Regions from separate parts of the Cyprinus carpio genome. Here region 1 is linked to region 2. The links are chromatin contacts, called in public Hi-C maps. All regions are on one chromosome and are shown on one strand. The core of a region is the stretch at or near the end of the contact, and the rest is flanking DNA. Distances in the headings are between cores, read along the strand shown.

Region 1 (7,027 bases), core at 64-2,563, 150 kb before region 2:
AGGCTACCAATTGAATTATTTGACAGGCGAAGCACGTGCAGGCTGTACAACCCGAGGAAAGTTTCATCATGAAGTGCAGATAGACGATTTCTGCTGAGGTCCAACCATCTCAAAGATTTCATGCCTACAAATGCCCTAGGTGCCACGGTCACTATCTGGTTTTCGGCCAGATAAAGCTTCTGCAGCTTTGGGAGTTTCAGAAACACGTTTGCCTTAATAACTTTCAGATAGTTTCCAGTTAAGTCCAATTCTTTGAGCTCAGTGAGTCCCTGAAATAGCTGTGGTTGGAGATACGCCAGACGATTCCCAGCAAGGACCAACTCTCGTAATCCGTGTAGGTCCTGGAACCCCATCTCAGGCAGGACAGACAGTGAATTCCATCCTAGGTTCAACAACCACATGTGGCTGAGTCCAGCGAACAACTTGTCATCTATTCGAGACAGCTGGTTATTGTTGAGACTGAGGGATGCAAGGTTGGGTGTTCCCTGAAAGACTATGCCAGGTAATGAACGAATATTGTTTCTCTCAAGGTGCAGGTGAGCAAGGGAATTCAGACCTCTAAAGACATGGCCATCGAGGGATACCAGCAAGCCACTCTGTAGGTTCAGGAACTCCAGATTGGACAGCTTTTCAAAAGCAGCCGCTGCTAAGTTAGAAAACAGGTTTCCATCCAGCCATAAGGAGTGTGTAGATAGAGGGAAGTCGGAGGGAACCTCGGTGAAGTTACGTGTGCTGCAGTAGACATTGAGCTCTAAGCTGTAGTCATCTTGGCTACAGGTGCATCCCTTTGAGCAAGGCTCACTTTTTTGGCCGTTGGGTTCCTCTGAGGGCTTTGGATCTACCAAGAGTCTTGGCTCCTGTGAGGGTCTGGATTCCTTTTTGTTGGGGTCTGCCAGCACCACTGATGTCACCAGTGTGTACAACAATAGTGGTACAAAGTGGTTCATTCCAACTAAGAGACAATAATCAAAATGTCAAGATTAAACACTAGTATGGTACAAAAGCACCTACCTATCTATATACTTTTCTTAAAATCTGTGAAATTCAGATTATCACACTATTATATTACTTTTCTCAAAGCGTCTAATTCGGAATCCCATAAACATTCACTGAACATCTATGGAAAATTAAATAAGGATTATAAGAATGATCGATTTGATTGTTTTCAAATGAGAAATTTTGGATTTGGCTCTACCGTTTTATTGTGGCAGCAGTCCAGCAGGTGTTCACTAGAAGAGTGGCATGTGTGTGACAGATCTGAACCAACTCTGTCCCTATATATCACCTAGGAAAATACACACAGTGTTCCGCACAGAATTAACCTCTTCATTTCTGATGTTTTCATTTTCAGTTTGCTGCTGTTGCTACTGTTTGCAGTTTTAGCATTTGAACATCAAATTATTTCTAGCATAAGCTTGATATAATTTTTTATTTTCTGTTTTTTTTTTTTTACCTTTGATCTGTGTTTACTGACAGGCATTACATGAATATGTATGAACATTTATTTTAGAAAAAAAGTGTCTTATTGGAGATTTTCAACATTTTGATTGAACTAATTTAACTCTATTTGGAATATTTTGTTTGAAATTAGAAATCTAAGTTGGGTTGCTGATTGTCAATGCATTTTCACGGAATGTTCTATCTAATACTCCCACACATTTTAGACAAAACTCCTTTGACTTCTCTGAATAGTGTTCCAAAGTTCATGTAAATCTGCCGAGCCATCAGTGACATTTAACAGATGGCACTTACTCTGGTTGTGGTTATCTGTTGGAAGACGTCCAACTCCAAAAAGTTATTGAGAGTTAAACAAGCTAGAGGACAAGGCCTGCTTTTAGTCTGAAACATAAGTTACAAAGAGAAGGATATTAATAACACAGATTAAAATGTATTTATTTGAAGAACATGTGTGTCAGTAATTATTCAGTGGGATTCAAAGAATGTTAGGAAGTGGCAACTACTGTAAAGGCATACAGAGATAGGACCCTCAACTGGCAAATGCTGCAGTCCTCTACTCTCATACAGAAATCAATACAGACATCTCATTCACATACAGTGATTTTTAAAATGCAGAGGTTCTTTTCTGTCACAGGTTTAATGACCACTAGAACTTGCTGACCCAGATATGCTCAACTAGGACTAGAGCGGAGACCAGGACAATAGCGATGGAAATGTTGGTGGAAACAGATTTTCTGCAGTCAAGATTTTGGATATGTGTCAGAAATTAACTTTCAAATATAAACTCATCCTGAGAAATAGTCACAGGAGCGATACATGTGACCACATATATGTTATTGTTTATGCTCAATGGCACAGTGTTGAGGAAAAAGAACCTTTAAGCAGAGTTTGTATTTTAAGACACATTACCATTAAATCACCAGTAGAGGGAAGTACAGTCTTTTGCTCACAAGATTTCATCAAGTTAAGCTGAGTTACCCCCAAGAAGTCCACATATTTTCTGCTGTATTATATTTTATCATAAAATGTGTCAATCTTGAAGGCCACTGAAAAAGCCATGGACGTTTTAAAACAGCACCTTTCATTTTTTAAGCAAAATTATCAATGACTATTAACTTCCATGTTGAAAGCAAGGGAACTAATGATTGATGAAGTTCACCTTGCCTCAGGTCTGTTTTCCATCACTTTCCACTGGCAGTTGTAATGTTTTTTTCTATATAAATGTGCATCTGCTGAGGACAAAGTAAGGTACCCAACAGCCAGAAAAAGTTTCTTCCTTCTCAAAAACAGAAAGTGCTTACATATTCATGAACAATATGCAAAGGAACAGCTCAGGTATGGAAAGCAGTCAGTACTTGAGGGTAATCTGCCACACTGTGGCTTTTAATGATTGCTTCTCCCCTGACAAACAGCTCTAATTGGCTCAGTCTCCTACAGTCAATGATATACAAAGGTTTGGAGCTTTGTCATTTGGCTGTGGCTCACCATGAGCACAAGAGGTGTCAGGATGAATGACAGTGCCAGCTGCTCAAACACACTCTCTGCCTGTTCTGTGAAGATGCCTCTCAGTGCTGCCGGCACGCTTCAAAAACGGCCTTTAACGTCAACCAGCTGAGCTAACTAGTGCTGGACATTGTGTCACTTCTTCAGCACTGTGGAGGTGAGGAGGTGAACAGGCCTAAAGGGCATGATGTCAGATTAAGTTAGAGGGGAAATGTGTGTGATGCTGATGTTAACGAGGTCTCTCTTTGGTCTTCCCTCCATCTGCCAGTGAATCCTGCCGAGATACTCACCTCTGGAAGTTTCTTTTAATTTCCTTTTGAAATTGAGACAAGAAGTGTTGCATAAATATTGAAATACAAGAACGCCAGTTTTGAGCGAGAGCAAAAACACCTTCATTAGTTTTTCAATTTCATAGTTTTAGCACAGGTGTAATAGACACAAAATGACAAACAAAGATAATGGAAAGGTATTTGGATAAAAGCTAAATGATTAAATGTAAATGTAAATGTATTTCTAAGCTGAACAGCAGTAAGAAGAGAAACAAAATCAAAGCTAGTCAAAATGCTATCTTGCAAGTTCATCCATCCAACTATTCACTCTCCAAACCACTTATCCTCTGTATGGTCGTGGTGGCTGTAGCCTATCCCAGCATCTTGGGCCACAAATCCATCTGATTAATGGTATTTAAGCAATATAAGAACTAGGAAACAGAGTTATACAGTACCTGACAAAACTTTGGAAACATTACAATGTTTTAATGCTTTTGAAAAAAAAAAGAAAAAACTAATTAATTTAAAGTCTGCATTTATAAAATACATAGAAAATAGTAATATTGCAAAATAGTATTACAAATGTAATATATTTTAAAATATAATTTATTCCTATGATGTAATGCTGAATTTTTAGCATCGTTACTTCAGTCTTCAGTGTCACACAATCTTTCAGAAATAATAACATTCTAAAAACATTTCTTATTATTAAAACAGCTGAAACCCTTTCAGGATTATTTCAGGATGAATAAAAAGTTTAATAAACAGAATTTATAAAAAGTATTAAATAATTTAGTAAATATAAATCTTTTCCAACATGTCTTCACTGTTACAATTGACACATTTAATGCACCCTTGATTATTAAAAGTATTAAGTTCTCTCTGTTTTAATATTACCACAAATGTTGAATGGTATGAACTGTTTCCATAAAAAATGTTAAGCAGTAAAAGCATTAATAATAATCTGAAATGTTTCTTGAGCAGCAAATCATCATATTAGCCTGATGATACACGGGGCAACTTTTTTTGAACAATGTTGCTTGGGCACTTTCCCATTGAGAATGGGTAACAAATTTCTATATGGATACTTTAGATCGGTCATGGCCCCTGTGTCTCACCTGGTTGCCTGTGGACGGCAACATTGGCCAAAATTGCTGGGCAACATTTCTTAAAAAGGTACCCTGTGTATCATCAGCATTAGAATGATTTCTGAAGGATCAGACTGGAGTAATAATGCTGAAATTCTGCTTTAACAGGAATAATTTACAGTTTAAAATAAATTCACATAGAAAACAGGTATATTAAATTTGGTTTTAAATGCAGTAGTGGGTGGTGACCACTACTTCTTTAAAAATTTTAAATAATTAATTAATTAATTAATAATTTGTAATTTGTTCAAACTTTTTAACTTTTTTGTGTGTGTGTGTGTGTGTGTGTTTGTGTGTGTGTGTGTGTGTGTGTGTGTGTGTGTGTGTGTGTGTGTGTGTGTGTGTGTGTGTGTGTGAAGTTTTACTTACTAGTCATATAGTTCGTAGCACCTTAGAGATGTTTTCTGACAGGAGGTCCTTTCCAATTCTGGTGCATGGTAGTGTTAATTTAGTTAACAAAAAGTATGACTAAAATGTTCGTTAACGAGTTTTAAGAAAGAACCTTTATTTTTAAGAGTGTATGACACTGAAGAGTGGAGTAATGATGCTGAAAATTCAGCTTTGCCATCACAGGAATGAATTTCATTTTAAAATAGAATATGTTAATAGATGTACATATGCTAAATAAATATGTTTTTATTACCTGCCTAATATTTCATTGTATGCTCAAGCATTTCATGCTGAGGAACAAATTGGAAGAGCAGTATGTTTCTCGGCACACAACAGCAGAAGCTTTGTTGCTAGGCACAACAGTTACACACCTTCCCAATGATACATTCAAATTGTTTCCTTCATTATCTCTATGAAAAGTGTTTAGAAATAACCATTTGTATCTGTTCTGACCTGTTACCACCTTCACAAGGGGACAAAGGTATTACTTCAGTCAGTGCTATTTACACAAATAGTACTTTTCTCTGTGAGTCTAGTGTCCCTTTGGGAGTGTAACACAGTCTGTCGGTGACGGGTGAGGATAGTAAGCTGTTGCCACATGATTTCAACATTATTTTCAGATCGTTAACAGCCTTGTGAGCCAGAAAAACCTTAATAATGGGATGAGAAAACCCACTGTCACCATTATGCGGCTCTACTAACTACTGAACATATGACCTCACCTACAATTATCACACCGCCCTGAAAATTTCAGCTTTCTTTTTGCCTTTAAACATTACATCTCTGCATTTCCAACAAAATGGTGGTCATTTAACAGTCACCCTTATAAGAACTTCTCTTCTGATTGTTTTCACTTTGGATAAATTACATGGCCAGTGAACCGACAGACCTGTTTTCTGGTTTAAATGTGTTGAATTCCAGGCAGGTCTTTCTTTATGCTGTGAAGCCTCACATGATCTCCCAGTAATAATGTTCATAAAACTGCCTATTTGAAACCAGTGTGGCGGAGCTGCTAATAAAAGCAGTGTGATTTATTCTGCAGTGCGAATAGAGAACAATTTTGCCCTCACACCACAGCACACACAGGCCTAAGAGTCAGGAGGTTTAGACTGAACAATGCATGGGTGATGATTCGTAATAGCACATCTTATTTTTAGGCACAAGCATTGGGAAGCGTCATCAGAAAATTAGCTGGCCTTTCTTTGGATCTCAGTTGTCATGGATTAAACTTTTTCACTAATGTTTAATGTCTGTTTTATGTTACGAAACATGTCTGTGTGAAGCTCTGATTGACTAGTCTGTCTGTACACCTTTGGGGGGAAAAATGTCCTTGTTTACCTACTTGCTGTTAGTAGATGTCTATGTGAAACACGAGGGATTGGAAGTGAAATACCTTTTAATAAGCATGTACTGATAAAATATTAATTAGTGTGCAGGGAGTGAAGCAGATCGGATATATAAGTCTCATGACATGGCTTTCTAGGCTTCCAAGTCAGGAGGCAAAATTGTCCTGTGTTGTCCATGTTTTTCACACAAATAATAACTGTGATAAATTTTAATTAAGCAGGCAAGGAATTTTGTTCTTGGAGTAAGTCAAACCACAGCATACTGGCCTCAAGCTTTACATTCTAGAATCCAGTAATATGTGCTGAATATCTAAATATTCTGAAATAATAATATGTCTTTTGAATGTAAATCTATGCTTATGGTTTATAATCCTTTAAAAAGCTTCAGAACTTTCAAACAAGGCTTTGTCTTTATATATATATATATATATATATATATATATATATATATATATATATATATATATATATATATATATATATATATAAATTTATTTGAATTTTAGTTCATTTTAATCCTACTATTTTTAATTCTGCAGGCAGCATATGGAGGAAGAAGGAAAACAAGGCATGTCCGAATCAGATGATTATGTCACATCCTGTCTGTTGAGATACCTTTATTTGATCAGTTTTGAAGGCAGCATAGATGTATCCTTTACTGCCTATGATATCCCACTATCCTGTGTGTGCGTTTGCATGACATTTGAGCTGAAAGAAAAAAAAATGGCATCTGAAAGTTGCAGCTACAATAAGCTTTATGCTGAACATTGCATGAACATAATGCCAGAGAAAGTGTTAACAACAGTAGAACTGACAGCGATATCTATGGACTTTTAAGGTAATTAGCTACCCAATCTAGTTCTTTTTATTGTTACCGTTCAATTCTTATATTCGAATGTTAGTCAGAAGAAAA
Region 2 (6,268 bases), core at 734-3,233:
TTCCAAACCCGTAAAAGCTCCATTCGTCTTCGGAACACAATTTAAGATATTTTGGTTGAAAACCGGGAGGCTTGAGACTGTCCCATAGACTGCCAAATAAATAACAGTGTCAAGGTCCATAAAAGGAATGAAAGTCGTCTTCATAATACTCCATCTACCATCAGGCGTGCAATCTGGGTTATATGAAGTGATGGGAACACATTTTGTAAGCAAAGAAAACAAAAATAATGACTTTATTCAACAATTCCTTTGTCAACAGTTACCTCTGTGTCTCTCCATGTAACTATATGCTATGTATGCTGTTCTGTTTCATCCACGCCACAAGGATGTGCTGTTTTCTTTCAAATCAAAGCTAAGTACAAGTAGAAACAGCGCATCCTTGTGGTGCGGCTGGTACAGAAGAGCATATGCAGCATACAGTGATATGGAGAGACACAAAGGAGACTGTTTACAAAGGAATTGTACAAAGGAATTGTTTTCTTCGCTTACAAAAAGTGTTCCCTTCGCTTCATATAACCCAGATTGCACGTCTGATGGCAGATGGAGTATTCTGACGACGGCTTTCATACCTTTATAGACCTTGACACTGTTATTTATTTGGCAGTCTATGGGACAGTCTCAAGCCTCCCGGTTTTCATCCAAAATATCTTAAATTGTGTTCCGAAGATGAACAAAGCTTTTATGGGTTTGGAACGACATGGGGGTAAGTGATTAATGACAAATTTTTCATTTTGGGGTGGAGTAACCCTTCAAGTTCCACAGAAGAAAGAAAGTCATACAAGTTTAGCATGTCGAAGTTGAGTAAATTATGACAGCATTTTTGTTTTTGGGTGAACTATCATTTTAACTCTCAAAAAGGTACAAAAGCTGTCACTGGGAAGGTACCCATTCAAAAGGTACATCTATGTAAACATATTAATACATATTGTTTACATATTTGTATCAAAGTGTACATATTGGTACCTAAATGCAAAATATTAGTATACATGGAAAGATACTGCAACAACCTTGTGGAAACACACTAAGTAATGCTGTTTTTAAAATGACAAGAAACTTCAGTGACAAGAAACTTGAATCTAGTTGTGTAAGTGAGTATGTTTTGCTTCCCAGAGCTGTATCAGTTCCTCAAGAAATGTTCCTGTTATTATATTTGGATATGTTCGTGTAATGATCACATGTCGGGTGTGAATTGACTTTGAAAGCACACCAGATGGCAGTGTCATACAAACATATTATTATTATTATTATTATATGTTTTATTTATTTATTTATTTATTTATACTTATCTTAGTTCATAGCTTTATCTTATTTTTCTTTATTTCATTTTGCCTGTTTATTTACTGAGCCCAGTGGGAATGATGAAAGACATTTAACAGTTTAGGGTAACAGTTCACATCAGGGTCTGTAACTGATATGAGTTTACGAATCTCTCAGCAGCACACTAATAACATTATCAGGGGTGCAAAGTACTTGAGTAGGCTAATTATTTAACACAAAAAAAGTACTCCATAACACCTTGCTATAAATATATTTAAATGTAAAACAAATAAAAATCCCCTTTGATAAATTTCAGTTAATAGTTTTCAGGACAGAGATTTAAGTTTAACATGATTTGACTCAATCACATAAGTGTGTGCATCAGAGAGAGGGAAAATCTTTATCAGCCAGTTTCAAAAGCAAAGGGGGAAAGGCCTACAATTAAATGCGATTTTTTTTTTTCTTCATTGACACAAAATTCCAAGCTTTTGATAAGCTATTTAGACTTTTAATTGAAATACATTTTGACACATTTCCCTTACAGTAGGCTATAATATCTTTTTTTTACTCTGTGCATATAGGCTATGTGCATTGCTGCGTGTAGTCGGTTGTTTACGTTTATCTTTCAGAATAAGATATGAAGTAGCCTACATATGAAGTAGTTTTATTCCGTTTCACTTGATGTGGTGTCAGTTGTCTTCGGAAGAGTTGTGAAGGGTTAACACAACTTCATTACATCACCGGCTAAACACAAAAAGAGCGGCCATCTTTACCCACTGTAACAAATGCTACTCCAGAAAAGAAAGAAAATAAATGTCCTGTCGGGATTTTATTGTATTCTGGATGTGTCATCAAAGGGAACATATTTAATTTGGAAGCCAAAAAAACGGTAGGATACTTATCCAGTTTTATTATCTATAAGACGTATCCTAACTGCCGAGCGCGTGAGTGAATGACAATCCAGTTATTGTAATACATTGAAAGTGACACTTTATATATTAAATACCTGCGCGAGAATTCAGAACGGTGTGTCATAAACGGAACTCTTATGTAACAGAAGGACTGTTGTGTGGATTTTTTTTCTCTCTCTCTGATATTTTCGCTGCTGGAACAGTGTCATGTCACTTTCGGAACTTTTTAGAGTTATTTTAGGGAATATTTAGAAGCACTATTACATTGGTTATAGTTCACGGTTTTAGAAAGTTCAGATGACGTCATACCTTTTTTATTTCTGTGCGTTTATGTATGCTATATGTATTTATGTATGTGTGTGTGTGTGTGTGTGTGTGTGTGTGTGTGTGTGTGTGTGTGTGTGTGTGTGTGTGTGTGTGTGTGTGTGTGTAGTAATACTAATAATATACTAAGAATGTCTGGTCAATAAGCGTTTTTTAAATCATGTAAACTTATTGTATGAATATCAAATTACAATTTTAAATGTAATCTTAATGTTAATTCTACGTAGATTTACATATAAACAATATACATCTAAATGTTAATTTTAAATCTCCTCTCATCTCATGTCTATTGTGAAATAGACAAGTTGTATAGGACTATTTTATATTTCTAAAACCCCTTTTAAAGGTACTGATTCGATCTCGCTTAACTTTCTTGTCACATTATTCATACATTTTAAATAGAATTTAAATTTACAGTTTTATTTGTGTCTGTAATAAAGCATACAGCTAAATATTTATATTAATGTTTTCCATATATTTCATGTTTTCATATATTCCCACTATTCCAATTTTACATTTGATAGTCACCCCCAACCCCCATTCAGCCTCTTCATTTACTTACATTTAAACTTGAATTAAATTTTGATTGATTGCATGGGTATCATACACTGGTTTCCATACATGTACAGCACAAACATTCAAAGGGAATTCTAACAAAGAATGTGCAAGTCACTTTAGATAAATGCATTTGTGTGTGTCGCTCCAACTCAATAGGTGTGAGGTCACAGAGTGCATTTTGAGTCGAGTATTTGTTACCATAAACAAGTGAAACAGTCTTGATAGTTCATTAAAATGTTGTTAAGCATGCACACACTCATGGCTTTATGGGTGTGTCTGCAAGGCAGCATTGTTGAGCATTCCCATGCAGTGATCTTTAGCTTCAGTGTGATTTGTGTGGAGGTGTGGTGCCTGAAACACTCCCAGTGTTTACTGCCACAGGCCTGAATAATTTGTCTCTACTGCAGGTAGGAAAAGTTTCATTAAGCCGGCTTTATGCCTAAATATAGTCTCAACCGTAAGCCACCTTTTCTTGCAGTATTGAATACATTCATATTCACTAAATTCAGTTTGTCCTTTTGACCTACAATGTCGCTGTTCACTTACAGTATGCACTGTTATTGTGTTTCTGTTTATTTGTCATCATTGTAGTCAAGAAGAGCATGACAACCACCCAGGACTGGATGAACCAGATTGTTATTATTGATATTTATTTAAGTTTGTCATATTAATGGAAATATATGACAGAGTTGTCAAAAATAGTGAATGTGTGTTATGATTTAAGAATAATGTCTGCAAGCAGCTCTTAAACGGCAGAGCCACGTGTTTTAGTTGTTTATCCAAGCCAGTTTGCCTGCATAGCATCAAATGCCAACTTATTTGCACAGCTTCTCAGCTCACATTTTTGGATTTAATCTAATGATAATGATCAAATATTATAATCTGTCTTTACTTGCCTAAATATAGCCCATGTTATGGATGTTGACTTGAAAAATAAAGCATTTTTTATTGATGGCAGGCTGAATCTTACCCACCGCAGGTGTCAGTTCACCACAGCATACTTCACATACATGTGTCTTTCCTCAAACAGCGTGCGCTGAAAAAATTACTGGTGAGGACTGTTCCCTGTCTGTGAATCAATTTAAAGGAATTCTGACTTTGTGTAAAATAACGGCCCGTGTTTTGATTCTACCTTCCATCATTTGGTCAATGTCCACATGTCTACAGTTAACACAGGACCTTTAGACTGCAGCTGTGCTCAAGCAGGACTTGAAAGCTGTAGGTCCTGGAATTTATAGTGGCTGTAAGCATGATATGTCCCTGGTGGTCTGGACATTGTTTTCTTAGTCTGCTGCGTCGCCTGTTTGACTTCAAGTTTGCAGCCTCAAAGTTGTTATCGTTCCCTGTTATCATCGGGTAAATGTTATTTTGTGCATTTGAACTGTAGTTTGGAAAGTTAAGGTTCACAAACAAAAATGAGGTCATTGCTTTTGTAGATCTCACTGTTCTTTTAAACTAAACATCTTCCTGGCTTTTTTAGTTCATATTTCAAACGGATGCCTGGTGAAAAGAGAATCAGGACAAATAACTGTTCTGCCCTCTCTGCTCACATGACACAATAACATTCCACTGAGATGTCATGTGACCTCACAGGCTTTGATGCTGATGAACCAGATTCATATCCAAGCTCAGGTGTCCTTAGATCAAAAGCCGTCTACATAATTAGTAAGTCAGCACTGCCAACCAAAATTTAAGCCTCTCAAATGGTCAACGAACTTGTGTGGGATGCGTTCTGATAAAATTGCACGAAATGAATCGTTGGGTTGCGCTGTTTTCCTCATATATCTGTTCTCTCTGAACCACCTCTTTCAATATATTACAGAATGGAAAAGTGTAGTAAGCATGTATTGTTGAATTTTTAAAAATACAGTCTGCTAAATCAAAACCATGTATGCAGAACAATGCAGAAGCATGCAGGGGGCAAAAAAAAAAACAGAAAACAGAAAATGGTGTATCCAACATGTAGATGAGTTTGTAGAAATGTAACATTACATCACTTGCTCACCAGTAGATTCTCTGCAGTGAATGGGTGCCATCAGAATGAGAGTCCAAACAGCTCCACATCCACACCACTCCAGTCCATTAATTAACATTGTGTGAAATGAAAAGCTGTCTGTTTGCCAGAAACAATGTTTGTGATGTAATTCTGCATTTCTCCAAATCTGTTCTGATGAAGAAACAAACTCTTCTACGTCTTGGATGGCCTGAGGGTGAGTACATTTTAGGCAAATTTTCATGTTTGCATGAACTGTTCCTTTTAAAAACTTCTTTTGAAAATAATGATTTAGATGAACACTTACATGTATTCAAGATGTAAGAAAAATATGTTGTTACTTTTTACTTTATGGTTATACCACATGGAATTTTGCAGTCATTTAATTTAAACCTTTGATGAAAATGTAAATCTTAAAATAAGGTGGAAAAATATGAAAATTAAATATAAAAATGTTTGTTTTCAAAACCACATGAAAACCAGCATGAATACACAGACTAGGCACATGGATTTTTAAAAGATTTGTCTCATTATTTATCTTGAACACTATTTTGTTATTGACCCAGCTGTCATTGTTCCAGCTTGTTTTTGAGTAGAAGCCGTAGCACTGATGTCTGGTGTTGATATGGTAAGTTTGTTTACCCAAAAAGAACACTATGAAACCGCTTATTTCATCCCTCTGGCTATTGTACAAAATGATCAGCAAGCTTGTGTCATTGTTTGCCACATTGTTGCTTGATGAAAATGGTAAGCTATCATAAATCAGACTACCAAACATCTGCTGTTCTGAAAAAGATGTGTGAGGTTTGTGATAATGTAGGTTTCACAGTGAAACCTGAAAATAATTGGGTTGAATGATGGGAAGTAGATTCTGAGAAGTAATTGGATGATCGTGTGGTAACCAGAGAGTCAGCTTTTAAAACAAATTGATAAGCATTACAGATTTAAGTAAATCTGCGTCATTTGGTGGATTGATAGACCGCCTCAGTTGAAAGCAGGCTATTTTGATTTCTGGTTTATTGATCCCTCGCTACTGAGTCCCTGTGCTGGGCCAATGGCATGAGGGGAAGTGGGAGCCGTGTGCGCTCTGCTCAGGGACATCCTCTTGGGAATTAGCTGACTTTCTGGGAAAGTTAAAATGTGGGATCAGTTTTGGGAATGGTGAAGGAATTTCCCCCTTCTCTTTCCTTTCCTTTCGAGCGGGTCTCACAGTGTTTTCTTTGTG

What was found. A called contact is a pair of places that touch in the nucleus more often than the background predicts.
Region 1: a Hi-C map of liver shows a contact between it and region 2, with 6 times the contacts expected there. The contact joins the promoter of LOC109049507 here to the promoter of LOC109059322 in region 2. A contact is called at or near these places in 2 of 8 Hi-C or Micro-C datasets (both in liver).

The regions. Positions count from the first base shown.
Region 1 is chrA3:15,591,350-15,598,376 of ASM1834038v1, reverse strand. LOC109049507 (insulin-like growth factor-binding protein complex acid labile subunit) reads right to left here and starts at 1,313. Exons shown (of 2, transcript XM_019067189.2): 1 at 1,196-1,313; 2 at 1-952. The coding sequence starts at 947.
Region 2 is chrA3:15,443,869-15,450,136 of ASM1834038v1, reverse strand. It overlaps LOC109059322 (myocardin-related transcription factor B-like), which reads left to right and starts at 1,983. Exons shown (of 17, transcript XM_042720380.1): 1 at 1,983-2,146.